Linked DNA regions of Macaca mulatta: region 1 is linked to region 2. The links are chromatin contacts, called in public Hi-C maps. All regions are on one chromosome and are shown on one strand. Each heading gives the region's core, a stretch centred on a gene start, on an enhancer-like site or on the middle of the called end of the contact. The rest is flanking DNA. Distances are from core to core; before and after follow the strand shown.

Region 1 (3,418 bases), core at 627-3,126, 270 kb before region 2:
ACCCTCCTTCTGGCCTGGTGTTCTGGAAGCAGTGTGGGGTAGATGATGGGTCCGGAGTGGATTTTTCTAGGTCCCCAGTGGAAATCGGAAGGTCACCGCAGCGCTAGTTGGAAGAGAAGGTGGAGAGGGACATGAAGGTTGTGTGGAAGGCATACAGACAGGAGTAGGTTGAGAGAAAGAAAAGTTGAGGTTGGGATGGAGGGGGTCCCTAGGCTCAATGAAAGTCTAGAGGTTTTTCTTTTGGCGGGGGGGTGTGTTTTGAGACAGGGTCTCATTCTGTCATCCAGGCTGGAGTGCAGTGGCACGATCTTGGCTCACTGCAACCTCCCCCCTCCCAGGTTCAAGTGATCCTCCCACCTCAGCCTCCTAAGTAGCTGGGACCACAGGCATGCACCACCGTGCCTGGCTAATTTTTTGTATTTTTGGTAGAAGCAGGGTTTCACCATGTTGTCCCAGCTGGTCTCTTAACTCCTGAACGCAGGCCATCCACCTGCCTCAGCCTCCCAAAGTGTTGGGATTACAGGCATGAACCATCACACCCAGCCAAGTCTGGAGGTTTTTGTGAAGAGTTTCAATTTTAGGGTCAGACTGACGTTCTTATTAGCATCTCGGCTCTGCCACTGACCAGGTGTGCACTTTTGGACAAATTCCTTAACCCTCCTTAGCCTCTTTTCTCATTTGTGAATGGGGATAATGCTAACTACCTCTTAGATCATGTATTGTGAAGATGGACAAAGAGTCTGATTGACCGAACTACAGTCAGGCTCCGGAACCTTCTTCTAGGCCCAGTTGTGCCCTTCCTTGTAAAATCTACTTTCAGGAAGAACCCTGCTAAGTCAGTTTCAAGAATCCCCCACCCTGGATATCTGATCAGCTTCCCCGTCCACCCCGTCCCGCCCCAGCCCTGCCAGGGTCTGTCTGATCTTCAAGAATCCTGTTAGAATCCCCCTTCCCCCGATGCTTCCTCTTAGTAATTTTCCATTCCCTGCCTCCCACCCTGGTCCTCGGTTATAAATCCCCACTTGTTCCTGCTGTATTCAGAGTTGAACTCAACCTTTCTCCCCCACTGCAGAATCCCATGGTAGCGCCTATACCTATTGCCTTGGTTCCAAAGAGGGTCTTCTTTGCTGCGCTTTCACACGTGTCATGGAATAATCTATTTTCTTTAATAGGACAGAAATTTTTAAAGCACCTAGGGCCTCAAAAGAGGTGGATTTCCTCCCCGCCCTAACCCCTAGAACTATCCAAGTACCATTCCACCTGAAGCTGTCCACCCGCCAACACGTAGGTACTGCAGGCCTACTGCAGTCTATACTGGCTTAGGGAGTGTTCTTGCGGATCTTTAACACTGGGTGTGAAATCTACATTAGGGGACACAACTATATTAGGATGGCATGGGGGCGGGGGGGTTACATCCAGATACCATGTCTCCTGCGGCCCCTCGGGTGGCCTGGTGTGATGAAAAGGGCTCCGCCCTGAAAGGCAGGTCTGGCTCTTCTGCGGGGCTGCGGGGATGGGGCGAGCCGTGTTGCCGGGGTTTCGGGCGGGGGGTGCGAGGCAGCGGCGCCGGGCGGGGGCTCCCTCGGCGCGGCGGCCGCCAGGTGGCACCACGGGCCCGGGGCCTGGACGCGGGCAGGGGCAGCGGCAGCGGCGGCGGCGGCGGCGGGCGGGGCAGGAAGGGGTTAAGGAACTGGCGGAGCAGCAGCCGCCGCCGCCGCGGCTCTTCGGGGAAACCCGGCGCGGTGCGCGGGAGGGAGCGGCCGGGGCGGCGGGGCCGGGCCAATCGGGCGGCGGGCCCGGCGCGCGGAGCCAGCGACATGGAGGGGGGCGCGGCGCCCGGCCGCCCGTGACGCGCCGCCGCCCGGCCCGCTCTCCGCTAGCCCGAGCCGCCGCCGGCCCTGCGGCGGAGATGAGCAGGTCCGCGGCGCTGCTGCTGTGCCTGCTGGGCTGCCACGTCTGGAAGGCGGTGACCAAGACGCTGCGGGAGCCCGGCGCGGGAGCGCAAGGTCGGTGGGCGGCGGCGGGGCCGGGGGCTTTGTGTCGCGCCGGGCCTGGCGCGGAGGCGGCGCAGGCGGCGGCGGGAGGGTCCCTGGCCGCGTGGTGGCGGCGCAGCCCGAGCCGCAGCGGGAGCCTCCGGGCCTGCAGCCCCCCTGCAACGCGCTCCCGAGGGGGCGGCGCGGGCCGGGGACGCGGGGTGACCTGGGCAGAGGCTTCTGGGGCCGGGGGCCGGGGTCGGGGGCCGGGGGCCGGGGCCAGGGGTCGGGGCTGGGTCGGGCGGGGGGCACGCGCAGCTCCAGCTGCTGTCGCCGCTGCGGCGGGGGCTCGTCTGGATGCGCTCGGGGGTCCCCTTTATGCCGCGCCTGGGACACGCAGCTGTGTCTCCGATGCAGCCGCGGACAGAGGGGCCGCCCAGGGCGCGCCGCCGGATCGCACTCCAGCCTCCCCGCGCCGGGCTTGGGTCTGGGAAGCCCCAGCTGCTGGGCTGCGCTGGGCCCTTTTGTTGTGGCGGGAGGGGACGGCCGCCGCCCCGGGGTGCCCCCTGTGTCCCGGGACCCCGAGGTCCGCGGCCGCTGCCCGCCATCAGCCACTAGCCTGCCGCAGTTTGGGAAAGTTTGGGGGGTTCTCTCCCCCTGCCTATCTGACGTCTCTTCCAGACCATAAGGGATTTGCTTAGCGGCCCAGGAATAGTCTCTGGAAGGGGAGAAAGAATTGAACTGGGAGGCCCTCATCGCTCACCAAAAAAAAAAAAAAAAAAAAAAATCCTTTCCAGGTCTGTTTGTCGCCAGCTCGTGCCTTTTGTCTCGTCTTTGGCCTCCACAAATCTGCTTTCCAGCCCCGGGGGTAACGTGGTCGCCTCTGAGAATGGCCACGAGCCTGTCTTTTGTTTTTAAAATCAGCGTTTTTTGAGGGGTCCCCCCCGCCCCACCCTAAAGCTTCCTTGGCACATTTTTGTAGGGACAGCGTCGAGGGCTCCTCTGTTGCTGGCGTTTTCAAAAGGGCCACTGAGGCCCGCAGATGAGCCTCTGCATTCACCCAGCAGCGCACCACTGCCTGGGCTTTTGCTGGGGGCTCAGGTCTCCGCGAGGGAGCTCCCTGCAGCCCTGTAGAACCCCCGGTTTCCAAGCCTGAGGCCTGTCCCGGCAGAAGGGTGTGTGTCCTGCAAAGTTGGCCCTGCAGGCCGAAGAAACGAGGAGTGCTGCATCCGAGGGTCTCCTTGCTGGGACCCCCTTTCCTCGGCTAACCCGCTCAGGGTGCCTGAGAGCAGAGACGCCCGGGCTTCCACCACGATGTTGTCACGGGGAGGAAAGGCTCTGCCAACAGTCTGTTGGGTTGAGTTTTGTTGCCTACATGTTGAGTTGAAGGTTTTCATATCTGGCACTTGCAGTATCATTTCCTGGAATATCTTAAATGCATTGCT
Region 2 (3,533 bases), core at 114-2,613:
GACTAAGAGGAGCCCGGCCGGACCTCTCAACCTACATCTAAACAATGCCAACCAAAGGGAGTATGGAGTAAAGAAAGGTATCTCAGCATTAAAAGAAAGAAGTTGGCTGGCAAGGTGGCTCACGCCTGTAATCCCAGCACTTTGGGAGGCCCAGGCGGGCGGATCACTTAAGGCCAGGAGATCGAGACCAGCCTGACCAACATGGTAACCCGTCTCTACTAAAAATACGAAAAACAGCCGGGCGTTGTGGCGCGCGCCTGTAGTCCCAGCTACTCGGGAGGCTGAGGCAGAAGAATCGCTTGAACCCGGCAGGAGGAGGTTGCAGTGGGCCAGGATCGCGCCACTGCACTCCAGCCTGGGCGACTGCTATGTCTCAAAAAAAAAAAAAAAAAAAAAAAAAAAAAGCAAGCAAGTTCCAATAAGTTCAATGTGGCTGGGAAAGAGATGCTAGAGAAAGCAGTGAGAAACTAGGAAAGGTGGGTAAGGACCAGATAATGAAGACCTTTGCAAGCCTTCCAGTGTGAAGCAACTTTAACGTCTAAAGCAGAGGCGTCATGATTAGAAAGACGTTATAGATCTTTGTGGATCTGGGCAAAGGAAGAATCCTTGAGCAGCAAACACGCCCCCGGAGTCGTCCAGGTTAGAAATGGCGGTGGCCTACACTAGAGACACCGCAGAAAGGACTGGAGAGAAATACATGTTAGTCGGAAAAGAAGGTAGAATCTCCCGACACAGTAGTGACCAGCTGGGAGTAAAGGTGAGAAGGGTATCGGTGGTGACTTCCGGTTTCTGGATCCCGCCGGTAGCCGAGGGGCGACGGCCGACCCAAAGCTCACCTCCCCACTGCACGCCGCCCCTGGATCGGTCCGTGTCTCCTTGGAGACCGTGGAGAACAGAACGGCCGGCGTGCGGTTTTCGCTTTGCACTCCTGGTGCCCAGACGGCGCTGCAATCCAGCAGAGGAGCCCGAGGAGAGGCGCGGAAGCTCTGGGTGCACACGACTGGCCCGGGACTGGGTAGCCCAACCGAGAGGGCGGCGAGTTCCGCGGCCACGCAAGAGGCGTCGGGGAAGCAGCGGAGGCCTTGCGTGCGCGCGGGCTTCGGCCTCCAGATTCCGTGGAGTCCCGGGCCCGATCCCCCCGGGGCTGGCCTCCTGCCCTACGTGGGCCCCGCGCGCGCCCACCTGGAACTCACGGTGGCGGATCCGCCTTTACCTGAGGGTTGCAGCACCGGCTCCAAGTGCGCCTGCGCCGCGCATGCGCAGAGCGCTCGCCTCCCGGCTTCGCCTCCCAGACGCGACGGGGCGGAGCGGAAGCGCTAGGAGCACTGCAGGTTTCGTTATCCTGTGTTAGGTCACTCCGGAAAGGGGAAAGCAGCCCACAGCGTCGCGCGGCCCGGAAACAACACAACGAGGCCCCATCTTTTAGATTCGAGTTTAGGCCCCGGGGTGGAGGCTCCGGACTGGGCCCCCTACAACGGCAGTGCGCAGGCGCGAGGTCTGTATCGCGAGACCATAAAGTTGCCCGGGTAACCAGACGCTCAGGGCTTGGACCTTCTAGTTGTTCGGAGGCCAGCCTACCGCCAGTGGTATCCCGAGGGCAGGCTCTCTCCGGGCGTCTGTGCTCCCCTCTCTCTTATAACCCAGTTTCTACCTTTCAGTGCCTGGGAGTCTTAGCCCTCTATCTCTATTCCCTTTTCTGTATTTGCTTTGCCTCAGGGACGCACAACCCCAGCCCCTGTCCCAGTGAACCCGTCGCCATGGAATCCCTGCAGACTCCCCAGCACCACGAAAATCAAGATAAAAGGGAGAAGGAGTGTGGGGTAAAACACATGCCTATGGGCAATAATGCAAGGAATCTTGAGCTCCGAAAAGAGAAAGGCGATAGGAGTTGCCTTGAGTTCAGCAACAGCTGCGCGGAATATCCTGTCCGGTGTACACTGTGGCTGCTCCAAGCAATGGAGACTAAAGTTACCATCGGAGTCGCTGCAACGTCAGGGACAAGTGATGAAGCAGCCTAATAACATTTTAAAACTCAGGATTCTGGATCCGTTGATCTACCCTTGGCCAGAACTTAGAAGACGGCAGGTTGCTTCTGACCTAATGAGCCACCTCCTCCTCCCCGGTTTTTCCGGCCTCACTTGGGCCCCCTTCCTTTTCCTCTTCTATATATCTGCCTCCTTTTCTCACTCTCTTCACTGTTCGTTTTGTTTCCTATTTTCTGGTATAGTTTCTGTGCTTTATTATTATTATTTTTTTGAGACAGTTTCGCCCTCGTGTCCCAGGCTGGAGTGCAATAGCGTGATTCTGGCTCACTCCAACCACCGCCTCACGGGTTCAAGCGATTCTCCTGCCTCAGCCTCCTGAGTAGCTGGGATTACAGGCACAGGCCACCAGCCCAGCTAATTTTTGTATTTTTAGTAGAGACAGTGTTTCACCATGTTAGTCAGGCTGGTCTCGAAATCCTGACCTCAGGTGATCCGCCTGCCTCGGCCTTCCAAAGTGCTGGGATTACAGGCTTGAACCACGGTGCCCAGCCTCTATGATTTCAATTTTCATGTTTAAGTACCTGTGTAGAACCTAACTGTCCATAAAGCAAACACACAAAGAAGATTTGGCTTTCGGTCAGAGATCATTGGAGGTGACACAGGGTAAAGTGCAATGTGATTTTTATCGGAATTAGTAAGATTAAAAAGAGATGACAGTGAGTTTGTAAGAACAGGTTTGTGTTTCATCAAATGAATTGTGTGAATTCGCTATGATGAACTGCAAGCAGCTTGCATGTCCAAAAACAAATAGAGACACACGGGTCTAATTAAAATGCTAAAGTAATAGGAAGGAGACATCCATACGTTTTTGTCCCCCTAAGGTTCCAGATTTATAGTTTGAGCATCATCTCAGCTTACATTTTCTCTATGGAAAACATCAGCCATTACATTACTTGGCTCTGGGTTGAAATCCTAACTTCAACTGAAGATCTTATGACCTAGTCAAGTTTATTAACCTCCTCTATGAAGTGATAAAAATAGTATCTCTTGTGAGGATTAGAAGAGATGATCCTCTATGCTAAGATGATTATTATGTGCGGAACACATAGTTAAGTGCTTGATAAATTGAACTGTGGTGAATCCAGTCTCAACCATGGCAAAACTAAGTTAATAAAAATGAAACATAACCTCTATTATTTTAGTGCTTGTGTTTTATTTTAAAACTAGCAGTTTAATTTCTACAAGGATTTTGCTAAAATTAACAAGTACATTTTGAAAGTAATTTCTCTCCCTCTTGTATCACACAGACATTACAACCAAAAAGTAACAAACATGCTCCCATGACCCAATCACACCCATTTTTTCTTTAGTGTTCCCTTCTACTTTGTTTCACATATGTGCGTGCTTTTACATTAAAATAATACAGATTCAATCTTCTGATTTTCTTCACACATAACACTTTTTCATGTTTCTCAAATTATTACTTTACATATTTGATATCCTATTCTGAAGAATCAGTTTTGTTTTGTTTATTTTTGAGACAGGATC

Evidence for each region. A called contact is a pair of places that touch in the nucleus more often than the background predicts.
Region 1: a contact with region 2 is called in a Hi-C map of fetal cortical plate, with 2.3 times the contacts expected there. The contact joins the promoter of FAM171A1 here to the promoter of RPP38-DT in region 2. A contact is called at or near these places in 2 of 14 Hi-C or Micro-C datasets (fetal cortex germinal zone and fetal cortical plate).

What each region holds. Positions count from the first base shown.
Region 1 is chr9:16,938,923-16,942,340 of T2T-MMU8v2.0, reverse strand. It overlaps FAM171A1 (family with sequence similarity 171 member A1), which reads left to right and starts at 1,876. Exons shown (of 8, transcript XM_028826015.2): 1 at 1,876-2,006. The coding sequence starts at 1,910.
Region 2 is chr9:16,670,759-16,674,291 of T2T-MMU8v2.0, reverse strand. It overlaps RPP38-DT (RPP38 divergent transcript), which reads left to right and starts at 1,363. Exons shown (of 4, transcript XM_015146537.3): 1 at 1,363-1,495; 2 at 1,717-1,862; 3 at 1,864-2,163; 4 at 2,165-3,176. The coding sequence starts at 1,758. The coding sequence ends at 2,227. It overlaps RPP38 (ribonuclease P/MRP subunit p38), which reads right to left and starts at 1,248. Exons shown (of 2, transcript XM_028826012.2): 1 at 1,183-1,248.